Linked DNA regions of Mus musculus: region 1 is linked to region 2. The links are chromatin contacts, called in public Hi-C maps. All regions are on one chromosome and are shown on one strand. The core of a region is the stretch at or near the end of the contact, and the rest is flanking DNA. Distances in the headings are between cores, read along the strand shown.

Evidence for each region. Hi-C and Micro-C count contacts between places; a contact is called where the count stands out from the background.
Region 1: a contact with region 2 is called in a Hi-C map of the CH12 cell line, with 2.5 times the contacts expected there. The contact joins two enhancer-like sites. A contact is called at or near these places in 6 of 39 promoter capture datasets (HPC-7-derived erythroid cells, fetal liver, hematopoietic stem and progenitor cells and 3 more), 2 of 15 datasets of contacts at CTCF or cohesin (large pre-B cells and pro-B cells), 63 of 484 Hi-C or Micro-C datasets (the 3T3-L1 cell line, 3T3-L1-derived adipocytes, B cells and 37 more), 5 of 115 datasets of contacts at active chromatin or transcription factors (bone marrow-derived dendritic cells, effector CD8 T cells, epiblast stem cells and 2 more) and 2 of 9 other capture datasets (embryonic stem cells and liver).

What each region holds. Positions count from the first base shown.
Region 1 is chr2:73,402,862-73,405,561 of GRCm38.p6, reverse strand. All of the region lies in intron 2 of Gm13707 (a long non-coding RNA gene), which reads right to left. Among named protein-coding and RNA genes, the nearest start is that of Gm13707, 17 kb to the right of the region's middle. Within about 2 kb of position 1,296, at least 17 of the 459 cell types and tissues checked have an H3K27ac peak or open chromatin away from gene starts, as enhancers often do. A contact at or near this core is called in the CH12 cell line, where this site is marked.
Region 2 is chr2:73,276,526-73,279,225 of GRCm38.p6, reverse strand. No RefSeq gene overlaps it. Among named protein-coding and RNA genes, the nearest start is that of Sp9, 6.0 kb to the right of the region's middle. Within about 2 kb of position 1,360, at least 31 of the 459 cell types and tissues checked have an H3K27ac peak or open chromatin away from gene starts, as enhancers often do. A contact at or near this core is called in the CH12 cell line, where this site is marked.

The DNA of each region.
Region 1 (2,700 bases), core at 47-2,546, 130 kb before region 2:
AATGCCAAGGGGTGGGGCTTAATTTTAGAAACAGAAAATGGAGTGTTTGGTGAAGTGGAAATTTCTAGTTTCTTTGGAAACTCAACTATGTCGTGTGTGTGTGTGTGTGTGTGTGTGTGTGTGTGTGTGTGTTTCTGGAAACTGTCTTGTGAGAGGATGTTTTGCTGAAGCAGACACGTGGGAGGGCATGTGATGTTTTGCTGGAGCAGATGCTTGAGAGAGTGTGTGATGTTTGGGAAGAGTCTAAATGGAACCCCACAGACAGTGAGAGGTTGTTCTTACACTGTGATGCCACGTGAGGCTTCTCTGATCTTCACTGCGTAGAGAGAAACTCGTCAAAGAACTTCTTGTGGTATTCCAGCTGCTTCTGGCTGCCTCTGCTGACTCATGCCAATTCAGCGGAGCCTTGCAGTTTCTGCTGGATCGAGATGCAGTTCGTGTTTGGTGTTTGCTATTGGACTGGACTGCTGATATCCTGACAGTGAAGGGTGGAATCCCCCCCCCAAGGAACTACTTCTAAACAGGTCCACAACCCCGCTTCCTACTAACCTTCTTTCTCCCCAACCTCTAGTTGGTGGGCTAGAAGGAAGCGTTGACGAGTTCAAGAATCCTAAATAAAGTAGGGTTAGAGAAAAATCCAAGCCTACAGTTTGGATTTGATTGGGTAAAATAGAAATAGTCACCCTGCTTCCAAAAACATCAGTCTAATGGCTGCAGGACTTCTACCAGAGCCCCTTGTGAGAAGGCCACAAGGCCCCAGCTCTTGTGTAGCCTGCTTGGAAGCCAGAAAGTCCTCAGAAAGGGGCTTCAGACACATGCGTGTTTGGGGAAGTCGTTTGAAAGTGTTCTGTAGCAAAACAAAAGGCCTAGAAAGGAGGAGCCGAGAGCCAGGAGACAGCTAAGCATACCACAAAGCAAGGAGTTTCAGTCTGACTCAGTGTGGCAACTGCACGCCTGAGGTGAGAACGGACTCCTGGAGGAGAGGAATTAGCGACAGAGTGACCAGATGCGAAGAGACATCTGGGAAACGGTACACATGTTATAAAGGAAAATGGCCAAAAGACACAACAAACCCCGAAAACCAAAAGCAAAGTGCCACCCCAAACAACATTTAAAAGCCACCCGAAGGCAATCCTGCAATTTAAGATAGGAACGATAGCTTGCTCTCTAGTATGAGGTTTGAGGTTTGGTCTTGGAAGGGGTAGGGGCAGTGAGAGACTTGTTCTGAACAGTTTGAGTGATTGTTGGAAGGTCCTGGGAGCCAGGCTCAGATCCCTAACCACAGTCTGATGAGCCCTGAGAACTCTTTAGGCAAAGGAAGGAGAGCTGGAGGCAGCTTTTCAGCCAAGGGTGAGGCTGTGGTACTCTCCAGGGAGGAGGAGGAAAATGAACCCACAGCAGACGGGAGAAAACAACCCCGGAGGCGCCTGCAGAAGGGTGGGGATGTGTCTGAGGTTTGGGGTGAAGACTTACCTGGTTCCCTCGATAGCAGAGACTAAGGCTCATGTGTGTTTCCTCCACAGAAGCACTGGGTCTGCAGTAGGCACCTCGTGGTGCTGGTGAGATGTCCCAGTACAGTAAAGATGAAGAGCGGGGGTCAGGGGTGGGGGATGGGAGCGTGGGGGTGGGACTACACAAAATAGTGACGGAAGTCGTGAGCTGGAAGAAATTCTGAAAGCAGTGCCGAGTTCTTCATCAAACGCCTTGCATGTTCTCCTTCCTTCGACGTCCTCTATGTAGCTGTTTACACCTGTGGATGCCCCAGCAGTACCCGGAGAGCCGAATGACTCTACTGACTCTACTTCCTTGACTCCTATTTCTACATTCTGCCCAAAAGCTTTTGTGACCGGAAACAGACAGACCCACTTTTAGGAAATAACTGTTCCACCCCTCTCTGGACTAGGGGCGTTCAGCATCTTGAGTGTTCTTTCTCCCTTTTGAAGTGGGAAAATGTTATTTTCAAAGAAAGCACTAGATGGCACTTGTGATGTGTTCAATAGTTGCCTTAGCTCCTTTTTGGATAAGGTGGTGGTGGGGAGCAATAAATATTAAAATGGGAAAATCATCATTACAATAATGAAGATCAGTATCTTATGATTGTGTTTACTGTGTTACTATGTATGAGCGATATCTTTATGCAGTGTTTGCATTTAAAATCTGGGTTTCGCTTTATGAGAACTGCAAGAGGGAACTAACGTCTCTAATATATGGAAACCCTTCATCAGTAAAATAATAAAATGAAAAATAATGTTTGATTTACACCGAGGTTCACTACAGGCTTGTGTTCTTAATGACTGCCCTCTTCCATTTGCAATATTTCAATTTGTAATAATGAGTTGCAAAATAGGTTTCCGATGTCCATCCACTGTAGAGAGCAAAATAAGTCATCCTTAATTTAAAAGAAAGCATTACAGCTTAAAGGATTTCTGTGTTCTATTAACAAAAAAAGGGGGGAGGGGAGGAAATGGAACGGAACGGAAACAGCAGATGTTTCTAGAGTTTCACCATCTTACAGCACTAACAAAGACTTGAGGCACATATATTCTTTTGTGTAGTTCAGTAGTCAGTTCACTAGGCCACTTGCTTAATGATCTCCTGGTCCCACTTTAATGTACAGAGATTGTAAGCTTTTAGCACAAATGCCAGTTGAAACAGTTCCTATTTAAAGTATATTAAAAGAAAAAATGTTGCCGGGTACCA
Region 2 (2,700 bases), core at 111-2,610:
TGGTCATAGCTGTGAGACTCTGGCTTTCTCTTCTGTGTTAGGGGTTCTGGGAAGCTGAGGAGGTCTTGGTGACCTGGTGGTAAACTGCGTTCACGCCCGTCCTGGGTAGTCCAGGCAGACCCGATGGTCCCGCAGCCCTGGACCCTAGGACGCTGGGTGAAGTGTGCGAGGCAAGCTGTGCCCACCGCGGGATCTCTACCCAGGGTGCACGTCGCTGCCGCTACCGACAACGCTCAGCTTTCTCATTTAGGAGTGCTGGAAGACCCTGAAATCGCCTAGGAAAGAATGCTAAATGAGACAATGAAAGAAAGCTGGGTCCAGGGCCAAGCGAGGTGGTAGTCTGTTTTGCTTGGATTTTTCAGTAAGTGTGTTTCAGAAATAATCCCCTTCCTTTGGAGCCATTGCTAGGCAATGTCCCCTCAAAACGGGGCTTGTCCCCAGCTAAAACACTAAACCTCGCTTTTCTTTGCCTGATTCCTTGGCTGCCAGAGTTCTCGACAGAAGCAGGTCTCCAAGCGCTAAAAGCCAAGCACCAGGCCGACAGCGCGGACTCCTATGCAGGAGCTCTAGATGGCGCCAGAGAGCCGCACTCGCCGTGCGCCTCTTGGGGGAATCAAGAGCTACTGTCAAACATAAAAGCAAATCAGAGTTTTCAGTTTTTTTTAATGTGTTAAGAATGTTATTCCTTAAGAAAATTTGTAGCTAAATTATTCTCACTTAAAATAAACACTTAGTATACCAATTACACAAATGGGCGGGATTTATGTGAGATTTACTTCATCTGCATTTTTGTAGTGGAAGAGAGCCTTGGTGAATACAGATAATAGATGCAAATAAGATTAGAGTTAAAATAAATAAAGTTTCCATGTGAATAAAAAGAAATTCAATTTTACACGACTGGTGACGATTTGACGGAATGTCCAGACACGCGGTTCAGGTGCACAATCTAATCTCATCCAAATGTTTTCAAACGTCCTTGAGGAAAGGAAAAAAAAAAATCTACTCCTTTTTCTTCATCAGGTAGGACCCGGTGGGTCCTCCAAAGACTGGGGGTAAATTATGCCAAGAAAGAAAAATACTGGGGAGGGTGTGAATTGAGCCGGGATAGGCGCAGGCCCAGCAAACTTGGTCTTGGTTCATCTACTGCGTGGAAGTTGGAAACAAGAAATCCCTGGAAACTCACTGAAACGAAATTGCATTTCCCCTCACCCCGGCGGGGGCGGGACTCCAGGACCCTGGTCTCAGCCCTGGCTTCACAAAATCCACTTCCAGGCGGCAGTCTTCATTCGCAGCGTGGCCTCCCCATCTACTCTACCCGGGACCCAGTTAGGCCCAAGCCGCGGGAATGCAGAGGTGGCCCTGGGGAGGCGCAGCCGCACCCCACCTGGGGACCCAGCTGGTATCCTAGCTCATGGACCTCGCCTCCCGTGCACGCTCTCTTCCATTTGTTCGTCTTCAGTCGGTCACCACCTACTGAGTCTCAAGGTCTCCCCGGGATGCCTAGAGCTGGTGGGAAGTGGGGCAGGGATGTTTCCCCTGGTGGGTTTCCGACAAGAGCGCGGGACCGGGTCCCTCTTGGCTCAGCTTGGAGCCCAAGATGTCTGACTGGACACTGAGGTCTGGGCTGCCGCCCGCGGTTCACCGGAGCCGCGGTGATGGACGTTGGCTGACCCGCGGGGCAGAGACAGCGCGCAGAGGCCTTGATCACTGGCCTGCGGAGGGAGCCCCTCCGGGAGCGAGACCTGCACAGCCAGGCCCTTTGATCTGCCTTTATTATCAACAAGAAACAAAGCTGCCTGGGACCGACGTCCCGGCGCCCTCATTCCTCAGGAACCCCCAGCTCGCACTCACCTCCGCACCTCCAGCCTGCAGACCCTAGACGCACGGGACGCCCTATAGACCTCAGAGCCTCTGCCTCAAACCCCCAGGATGAGCGTACTCTGCCACAGCTTCTCCTTAAGACCAGACCCAAACTCGAAGACGCTTTGGGGCTGGGGGTGCGGGGCGTCCCAGGCAGAAATGGATGAGCCGGGAGAGAAAATGACCGAAGAGAAGGAAAACTAGAGGAAGAAGAGCTCCGAGAAAAGAGGAAGAAGCCACTGAACCTCACGCTGCAGACTCCCCGCTGGGAACCTTCCTGCTGTTTCTCGTTGCCTTGCTATTTGGCTCTTCAGAGCAGTTTTTGTTGACTGTTAATACCAATAATTTATTCTTTCCAAAGAATCAAAATCTTCACTCAAGTTTCCAAGGCCAGTAATCAAAAAAAGAGGGGGAAATTTATAGCTGCTGACTCCCCTTGCAGTTTCTATTGTGTGAGAAGTCTTTTAGAAATATTTTTATTCTGTAAATATGTACTTTCTTTTTCCAAACTAACATTTTTTTTCGAATTGAGAAATTGTCTCATTTACCAATTTTCCTTTCGTCATTCTCTCCCTTCTCCCTCTTTTAAACTGGGGCTGTTAAGTTGGTGGTCAGAAGACAAAGAGAGTGAAAATAATTTTCATTTCAATAATTGCCTTCTGGTCAATTTAACTGTGCCTTATTTTGAAAGAGACTGTCTAAATGAGATTCCTGTCCCAAATGTGTTCCCAGGCCTGATCCCAGCCTTTAATTATTCCTGAGTTTTTTTTCTTCAGAATAAGACGCCGCACTGCGTAATCACAAAGAAGGCAGAGAGCATCCTTGAACCTTTTCAGAAGC